Linked DNA regions of Mus musculus: region 1 is linked to region 2. A link is a contact called in public HiChIP or PLAC-seq data. All regions are on one chromosome and are shown on one strand. The core of a region is the stretch at or near the end of the contact, and the rest is flanking DNA. Distances in the headings are between cores, read along the strand shown.

The links. HiChIP or PLAC-seq counts read pairs in DNA pulled down with a chosen protein or histone mark.
Region 1: an H3K4me3 HiChIP or PLAC-seq map of the SCID.adh cell line shows a contact between it and region 2, with 13 read pairs. The contact joins the enhancer-like site here to the promoter of Tex2 in region 2. A contact is called at or near these places in 4 of 115 datasets of contacts at active chromatin or transcription factors (the SCID.adh cell line, embryonic stem cells and pancreatic cancer cells) and 3 of 9 other capture datasets (adipose tissue, liver and pancreatic islet).

The regions. Positions count from the first base shown.
Region 1 is chr11:106,673,122-106,677,995 of GRCm38.p6, forward strand. All of the region lies in intron 13 of Pecam1 (platelet/endothelial cell adhesion molecule 1), which reads right to left. Among named protein-coding and RNA genes, the nearest start is that of Pecam1, 40 kb to the right of the region's middle. Within about 2 kb of position 1,715, at least 286 of the 459 cell types and tissues checked have an H3K27ac peak or open chromatin away from gene starts, as enhancers often do. A contact at or near this core is called in the SCID.adh cell line, adipose tissue, liver and 2 more, where this site is marked.
Region 2 is chr11:106,609,608-106,614,578 of GRCm38.p6, forward strand. It overlaps Tex2 (testis expressed gene 2), which reads right to left and starts at 3,323. Exons shown (of 12, transcript NM_198292.3): 1 at 3,251-3,323.

The DNA of each region.
Region 1 (4,874 bases), core at 465-2,964, 62 kb after region 2:
TGTTCCATGGGCTCTTGTGACCCCAGAGCAGTTTGGTGACATTTACCCAAAGCATGCTTGCTTTCTTTGTTCCCACAGTTGTCTGCCCTGGTGGATTCCCAAGGTCTTATAGAGCAAAGGCCCAGCTTAGGCTCCACCCCACCCCACCAGTCAGGCTTTGCATAGTCTTCCAGTCAGTCTTGGCTATCCCTAGCATTGTCTGCAAGGTAATGAAGGAAAAGCATCAGCCCAGGCCCTGAAGCATTGCCGACCTTGAACTTCAGAAGGTCGAGGCACAGTTAGCCCCTTCCTGAGATTTCCTGTCTATGTAATAAGGAGCACGCCACAGGACTGGTAGGTAGGCTGTGGGACTAAAGTCTAGGTTTCTCATTAGACACTGGATGTGGGTGGCTGTATAAATCCTGTATGACAGAGAAAGGCCAGGAGTGGTCCACATCATCACAGCAGAACTTGGGGCACCCAGAATGATGAAGGCGTTGCAGAAGGAATTAAAGTCACTTCCCAAGGCAGGAGTTGGAGGTCAGTAAAGTAGCTGAGATCCCAGTTCCCCAGTGTAAAGACATCTGCCTAAGAGAACTATTGAGAAACAACAGGATCCCATGCAAGCAGAGACTGAAACTCCAGGCGTCTCCAAGACGCCTTCTACACACCAAGAGATCCATTTAACGACTGTACACATCTCCTATGTGACCTCAACCACTAAAGAAGAAAATGTAGATCCGGTTCTAGCTTTCAGGTGCTCTAGGCTTCAGGGAAGACAGATGTGCCAAGAATGTTAATGAGCTGAAGATGTGGTTCAGTGATACAGTACCAGCTCAGCATGTGCAAGGCTCTGGGTTCAAGCCCCAGTGCAAGCAAACAAATAAACAAACAAATACCACAGGGCTGGGAGATGGCTCAGTGGGTAAGAGCACTTGCTGCACAAACGTAAGAACCTGAGCTGGAATCCTGAACCCAAATCCCAGACAATCTGGGGCATAGCTGTAGGCACCTATAACCCCAGCAATTGTTAGGGGCAGAGGTAAGAGGGCTGACTGCTAGGGTTGGCTGGCTGCCAGCCTAGATCCAGGATCAGCAGGAGACTGTCTCAAAAGAATAAGGTAGTGGGAGACTGAGCATAAATTAGACACCTGACATAAATTAGAGTCCATGACTTCTGCATGTACTCAGAGACAGGTGTATCCTAACACACAACACACACACACACACACACACACACACACACAGCTAAAAATAACTGCGTGATAACTGCTATAAGATGTCGTCCATAAGAAGCAAGTCTAGACCTTCCTCTGCCCTAGCCTAACAAGGAGCTAGGATAGAAGGGACATGAATTGGGATGAGGGTGAGGTGAGGGCTGGGTGGGCTGGGCAGCCAAACATGGGTGGGGTTAGCCTGGACATCTTGTGAACTCCACTGTTCCAGGTACCTCTCTGGTCTCCTTGGCAACAGTTTGATATTCTCTGGACCTCAGCGGCTTCAGGCTGTGCCTACCTCAAGTCAGGAAGGGATGCTTTCCACTTCTAGACTGAGCTGCATGGTCTATGCTTGCCCCTGGTTTTGCCCAGCTCAGTAAGAGGGGGTGGGGGCGGGGGTAGGGGAGGAGCAGGGTGCAGCTGCTCACTGCCCTTCCCCCTCTCATGTCTCCTTGGCAGCAGCTGCCTGCTAAAGACTAGCCCAGGCCAGGAGCTGTTTGTCTCTGCTTGTCAGAGGCGTTTCCTGATGGGTCTCTATTTTGGTTTCTGTTTTTCTCTGTGCTAACAGAGAAAGAGACGGCTCCAACGTCATGGGGTTTTCCCAGCAATTAGCCTCGGAGCAAACAGACAGCAAATCGGGATTTAATGAGTTCCTTCCCGTCCTCCTCCATCCGCAGTGACCACTTGGTGAGCTGCCAGCCAGGGTTAGATCTGGACCCGGTCCCCATAGCCTCCTCCAATTGTGTAGGATGAGAGACCTTGAGAACAGGGGACCAGGCTGGCAGGCACTAGCTCATATTTAGTCATCATTGACCTTGAACCCACAAAGCCCTTCTTTCTTCACCTAGCAATCAATGCCCTTGTCCCTGCTTGGGGGAGAACAAGGGGCCAGCACCAGTGGTCCAGACCTGAGTTCCTCACTGTCCTTCTTCAACAAGGAGGAAACACAATTTGTATCCTCTTAAGTTCCCCTTGCCACCCAAACGACCTTTGTTCTAGAATCTTCCCCAGAGCCCTGACTGGGCAACTAGTGCAAGCTGGGAAATGTAACTGATAGCTTGGCTGCAAGGGACGGCTGCAGAATCTATCGAGGGAAGCCAGAGGCAATTGCCACGGTCCCACCCTATTCTAGGAACTGCCACACTTCCTCTATTCAATCCTTCCACACTCTCAAGAAAGCAAAAGAACACCAGATACAAGGACACTCTCCCAACAAAAGGGAAATGGAGCCTTTCCCAGGGCCAGTGATGCTTCCTTCTTCCCTCTTCAGCTTTCGGAACTCCCAGCGCACAGGCACGCGCTCCCACACAAGTATCATGCACAACCCTCAGGCTGCTGCCTGCCCAGACCTGGGCCTGGACCACTGTGGGAGGATGGATTCAGCCTGGTATCCGAGCCCGGGGTGACAGGCAACTTGAGGATGTTCTGTACAGACAAGAGAGCAGGGATTTGGTCCCCTGTGCCTGGAGCTGTCAGTGTTCCCCCACCACGGTAGAATGCAGCAGTCCAGAACAGAAAGGATGGTGTAGCCGGCTCTGATCTTGCCATTCAACCCTTAAGCTAGCACCTTCCCTTACCTCTAGGAAGAAGAAAGATGTTACCTGGGTTGGCAAGCCCAGGATGCAGTCGAAGCCCAGGCTGGACCAGTGACAGCTGATACTGATCACTCTACAGTTTCATCTGTCCTGGCTTGCCTCTGAGCTCCAGACCCCTGAGCTTCCTACTCTAGGGTGTCTCACCGGCATCTTAGACTTAACCCAGTCAAACCGGATCTTATCCTCAAACACCACAGCCGTCCATGCAGCTACTCCAGCAAGAAATATAGGGACTCTGGCTCCCCAATCCTGGCCACGAGCTGTGATGGATCTCAGATGTGCACCTAGACACCATCCATTTCTGGCACCCACTATCTCTTGCACAGTGATAGCACATCTGTCTTGTTCTTCTTCAGGCCACTTCCTTGATGGTCCTGAGTTTGCTTTTGTATGTATATATGTATGTATGTATGTATGTATGTATGTATGTATGTATGTATGGTATGTGTGCAGTGGTTGTATGTCTTGGGAGGACTAACATGTATGGAGGTCTGAGAAAGACTGGGAATCTTTCTCAATAGTTCCCCAGATTTGTGACTCTATGGGACTTCTGTGTGTGCATGTATGCATGTGTGTGTGATTGCGTGTATGTGTGTGTGGTTGTGTGTCTGTGTGTGTGTGTATTCCTTAGCTTTTCTTTGATTTCCTCTATTCTGGTTTGTTCATTATTGTATTGTGTTTTACCTCATTTTTTACGGATGCCTGTTTTTTTTCTAATGAGAGAGAGAGAGAGAGAGAGTAAGAGAGAGAGAGAGAGAGAGAGAGAGAGAGAGAGAGAGAATGGCCGGGTGGTGGTGGCACACGCCTTTAATCCCAGTACTCGGGAGGCAGAGGCAGGCAGATTTCTGAGTTCCAGGCCAGCCTGGTCTACAGAGTGAATTCCAGGACAGCCAGGGCTATACAGAGAAACCCTGTCTCCAAAACAAAACAAAACTGAATATAGTGTATGGAAAAAAAAATCTAGTATCAATACAAACAACAGTTCTTCACCATATTCATGGAGGCTGAATGTGGACATGGCTGGTCTAGCTAGCCAGCTTGCCCTGGGAAGCCCCTGTCTGTTTTTTGAGGAATACTGGAATTACAGGAGGGCCATCACACTCACTCAGTATTTATGTGGGTTCTTGAGACCCACACTCCAGTCCTTACACTGACAAGATAAGGCCTCCCTATCTATCCACTGAACTCCTCCAGAGTCCCTAAGAATTTTTTTTTAAAGAAGGAGCTCAGAACCAGCCATTGCCCAGCCTGAAGCCTCCAGAAATGTTCCCTTATGTTCCCTTATCCGTTTAGAATAGGACTGAAATCCTTGGGGCCCCATGTGCTCCAGCATCACCCTGTCCTCCTAACTCCATCCTTTCTGTCTCTGCAGACACATGAGCCTCCTTTCTGATGCTTTTGAGACAGGGTCTCATGTATCTCAGGATGGCCTTGAACTCTTGGTCCTCCTGTGTCACACAGCCATGCTTTGGGATTGAGTGTGGGTACGCACCACACACCCAGCAACCCTTTCAGACCAAACTAAATGAGCTAGCTAGCTGTGACCTGCCAAAACTACCCTTTCCATTCCCTGTGTCTTTCTAACCAGCCCCACCCTTAATCAACTGTCTTCCTTGCAGCTGCCTTGCTTACAACCTTCAGCCCCTGCTTAATTAACGGCTCTCAAGGAGGCCCTCTTGCATGGCTCAGCGAAGGTGAGAGAAAGCATCCCCTTACTGCAGCCCACTCTACCCATCCACAGCACTTAAAATCACCTGATACCATCTATTCTTTAGTTTTCCCAGCTCCCACTTAGACTACACGCACACCAGGGAGGGAACACCCTTGCCTTTGTGTCTCACACAGTGGCTGGCATCTTTATGTCACTGTCACTATCAGCTACCAAAATGAGTCAAACACTTCACTCCAAAATAAAAAAAAAAAAAAAAAAGACAAGAGCATCAGGCCTTCCACGTGCCCCACCCCTCAGGTCCAGTCAGGACACCACCCATGCCCATACAGCAAAGCACATTAAAGTCTCCAGTCCACACCTCTGGAGGCAGCTCTGACCGGAGATCACAGGGATGTGTCAGTGGTGTTGCAC
Region 2 (4,971 bases), core at 2,073-4,572:
TCCGGGGGCTCACTGTATGCCAAACACACCAATGACCTCACTTAACCCTCCTCATAACTGCCTATAAATAATCCACTACCACTGTCCATCTAAGCTAAGACCACTGACTATAAGACCACCAATATTTCACACACCTAAAAACGTCTCATGTGCCACACTGTAAGGCTCTGTAAATCTTGGCTGTTGTCATGAACACTACAGTGATACAAATTGCATTGTCTTGGTGTTGCGACGCCCGTGAATACTGTCTCGACAGGTGAAGAGACTGAGGTACACAAAGACAGCAATTTCCCCAAGGTCACCAAGCTGGTGAGCAGACACACTGGTGATGCAGTCCCAGAAAGCTGGATTACCTCTCCCCCAGACTTCCTAAGGACCACCCCCACCCCGCCCCAAAATTCCACCACACAGAGGCAGGACACCAGATGCTGACTGTTCACAGACACAGCACAGCAGCTCATTAGCCAGAGCCAAGCCTGACCTGTCATATGGACGCTGCCCTAAGTTAACTCTCGCAAACTCCACTTGGCTCCAGGAAAAGCAAAGCCGTACAGTACAATGGGAAAAGCAGGTCTTGGGTTCAAAAAGACCTACGACTTGAAAAAACACCTTTATTCAGCAGTGGCGCACAACTTTAATCCCAGCACTTGGGAGGCAGGGGCAAGTGGATCTCTGAGCTGAAGGCCAGCCTGGCCTACAGAGAGAGTTTCAGGACACTGTGTCAAAAAAAAAAAAAAAAAAAAGAAAAGAAAAGAAAAGGAAAGGAAAGGAAAGACAAGACAAGACAAGACAAGACAAGACCAAAGCCCCACCTCTTCAGCTCCAGTCAGCTTCTGCTCTGGGAGAGAATCAAAGAATCCAAAACCCCTGTGACCTCAACAAGCCCTAAGTGGGACTCTTAGAAGATACTAAGGGTCAAACCGGAGACAGAATTCCTTGAAGGAAAAAAGGAAAAGGATGGAAAGAAAACCTTGAGGGCAGCATTCTGCAATGATCTTCCTAATTTGTGAATTAATGAACTCGTAAGAAAAAGGGAAAGACAAGACGCCTAACATCAAGACACTGGCCAACAAACATAAAGATGAATATAATTTTGTATTGAACCTGACACAGAAACTGGCCTTTGAAGATTCAGTTTGCTATCAAAGTAATCTGAGGCAGAAAGATTTCTCCCTCTCTGTTTTTATTGAGTAACATTCTGTATATTTCTCTCTTCCTACTTCAAGGGCCTCAGAAAACAAGAGCTTTTGACTTTGATGGAACTCCTTCCTCCTCCTCCACCCCTACCACAGCCACAAAGCCTAGCAGATTCTAGCACATCACAGACTCTCAATAAAAAGTTATCAAATAAATATTTTTGACTCTGGGCAATGTCTTTGTTCATAAAATCCTACAGTTAGTCTTAGTGTCATCAGGCTGAGGAGATGGCTCAATTGGTAGCGGGCTTGCCTACCACACATGAAGCCCTGGCTTTGATTCCAACACCACACAAACCTGGTGTGGAGACGCAGGACAGAAACCCTAGCGCTCAGGAACTGGCAGCAAAAGGATCAGACATTCAATGTCTATCTCAGCTAGGAACAAGGCCAACCTGGGATATGAGAGACCTTTTCTCAAAATACATACATACATACATACATACATACATACATAATACACACATACTACATACACACACATAGGAGGTTGGGGGCAGCCTAACCTTTGCTGCCTTTCCTAGAAGCAGTCTAAGAACATAACCTCTAATCACATACAGTGGTCTAGCATCGGCTAGTGGTCTAGCATCGGCTACAGCTCTCACTTCTCGCCACTCAGCCCAAACTGTCCTTCCTCGCCTATCCTTTACTACCTGTCAGTGAACTTCATCACCTCCACGTTCTAATCTGAATCTCCTTGCTCATCTCCTTTCCTGAAGACACACGTACAAGGATGTGCAGTCCCCCAGAGCCCTCCTCTATCCCTCTCCAAGCCTTCATGTCCCCTCCCTGGGAGCCCAAGGAGCAAAGATCAGCCACACTCTGGCTTCATTCTCGTAGCCTGAAGACATTTATCTGTTTGGAAGACTCTGAAAAGATACTGAAACCATTTAAGGGTTGGGAAAAGCTAACAGAAACGTTTCTCACCGGCCAATAAATCCAGACCCTTCAAACTCCCTTCCCCAAGCGCCAGAGATCACTTGTCCCTCAGTTTCCCTTGTTATTTTCCACATACAATTCACTTTCTCTTTGGATTTAATCTAGCTCCTGAAAAGACAATTCCTCTCAATTGAGCAATGGTGTCAAGACATTTGGACCTCACACCGGAACAGGACACAACCTGTGTCTTCAGGTTGTCACACTTTTCCTTTAACTCTAAAAAAATATGTCCTCCTCATCTATGAAATCTAATGACAAAGTAAGTACTCCTTAGCTCTAAGGGGAAAAAAAAGAGCGAGGGTGTTTAACAGACTTTGCCCTTAAATTTGATGCCGTGTAACCATAACAACTGATGGTTTAGGTAACCATCAACCCACTGAGGGGCTAAGTTTTCCAAAAATCGTTTTTCAGTGGGGGAAAAACTCCCTTGCACCAACTCCCGCGCGTAGAGTCGGCACTCCGGAGTGGCATGTGGTGCAATGGAGCCGGCAGCTCCTGTCCCTGCATCGGTCCCCCGGTCTCCACCACCGTCATCTCCATGCTCCCAGCGGGGCAGCTAGCGTTAGGCCTCAGCCCAATGTCACTTGTTAACCTTCCGATCTCCCCGGTTTTTGGTACGCCGCCACCTCCCTTTGAAAGCACACAAGCCACCCCTCGGTCCCCGGTGTCCGCCAGGAGTTGGGAGAAAAACAAGCGAGGCGCCGACAGCCACTGACAGATTCGCGCAAAAGTAACCGCGCTCCTCCATTCCCAAGCTTCTCCCACGGTGGCCCAGGGGGCGGAGGACGGCAAGGGCCCCACGCACAGAGGTGACAAGTGTTTTCCTTCAACGAGCGTGTGAATGCTGCTTTCCCGGACCCACACCGAGCCGCGGACGCTAGGCTGGGACCTGACGGCTTGCACCTCCCGCCCCGGGGCGACTCCGCCCTGCCCGGCCCCCAAGCAGGGAAGGTCTCTCCCGGGGCCACCCATGCCGGCGTCCCGAGCCCTGGTAGTGTGGAAGGGACCGAGCCCCGCTGCGCCAACGGCTGCGGGAGCTGCCGGTGTCCCGTAGCCGGGCCACCCAGTCAGGGCCTGCTCCGCCCGTCGCCCCACCTGGCCCGGAGCGCGCTCACCCCGGATCCGCTGGCTGCCTCATCCTACTACACCGGCGCCCGTACTTGGCGGCCGCCGCGGCTCCTGCTCCAGCTCCAGCTCCGGCTCTGGCTGGGGCCGCCGTGCTGCTGCCCGCCCGCCCCCGGGCACCGGCCGTCCCGCCCCGCCGGCGGACCCGCCCCGCGGCCGCGGCCCCCACCGCCCAACCACAGGGCGGAGGGGGCGGGGCCAGCCGCGCACCAGACATGACCAATCCAGCCAGTGCCGCGCGCCCGCGACGGGCCTGGAGGATCGGCCAGCGATCGGTCAGGGCTGTTAAAGGGGCTGCGGCGCTGCGGACTGGAAAGAAGGGGAGGCCGCGAAAAACTGCGGGTTACCTGGCAGAATCCCAGTGGGAGGAGCGAGCGTTGCACTCTCCCAATTGAAACTGAGGCGCTTTCCCCAGCTCTTTGCATTTCTTAATTTCCTCTTCCTGCAATTTAGCAACAAGTGCCTCCAAGCCGTGAGGGAAACTGTCTGGCTAGGCAGATTCTTAGGAACAGAGGTCTTAGGAGGACGTCGGACTTTATCAATCCCTGCTAGTTCCAGAAACTGGATGTCTGAGCTCCTCCTCCACACCTGACCGTAACAACCAATCGCAAACTGATTAGTAGAATTAGCGCCTAGAATTCGTGTGACGTAAATATATCATATATTATGATCTTGGGTTTTTTTTTAATACAGGGTCTCCTGTAGACTAGGCTGTTTTCAGAATTGATATGTAGCTGAAGATAGCCTTGAACTCTTAGCCTCCTGCCTCTGCCTCTACCGCTATGACTATAGGCATACACCACTACACCTGGATAACATAAGTTTACCTTAGAGGGATCGTGTCTAGGGCCCAGATAAAGGAAGGTGACTTTTAAAAATGAGTTCTCGCTTAAAATGTGCTTGGAATGGTGGAGGCTATTTTTACACCCATCAGTTCCTTACAGGGTAAAGGGAGGGGTGGAGGGGGCAGAGGGTAGGCAGGTCCCGCAGGTCCCTCATAGCACAGGGGCAGGTTGTGAGAGTGTCTTTGCTTATCAACTTTGCCTTCTAAATGAGTGGGTCCCAAACTTCAGCATCAGCCCATCCCAGAGGACTCTAGCATGTCTCAACTTTGCAATGACTGGGTCTGGGCCGTTTATTTTTCAACATTCTTTCCCCAGGAGATTCCAGTAGGGGGCGCTCTGGGGGGGCATGCTTTTTTTTTTTTTTTTTGGTTTTTCAAGACAGGGTTTCTCTGTGTAGCCCTGGCTGTCCTGGAACGCACTCTGTAGACCAGGCTGGCCTCAAACTCAGAAATCCGCCTGCCTCTGCCTCCCAAGTGCTGGGATTAAAGGCGTGCGCCACCACGCCCGGCTAGGGGCCATACTCTTTCGAGTCTCTCATTGCTGTGAAATTAAAACTCAACCGGCGGAAAATAAAGCTAGATTCCTCTGTACAATCAAAATCCATGATATGTTTGGGAGACTTGCTAGTCAGTAAACCTAGAGACCAAAAAGGAGCTCAGACTGGCCCCCTGCATGTGACACAGCACGAACTGAATGTTGACGGGCTCTAGACGCAACAGATGACAGCTGGAACTCCTCCAAGAGGAAAGGCAAGGCTGTGACCTAGCACATAAGGAAGTCAGTCTTGTTCTCTGACCAGTGAGATAATGCATAAGCATTTAATGGCAAACACACCCTCCCATGGCCCGCACTAGGACCAGTCAACC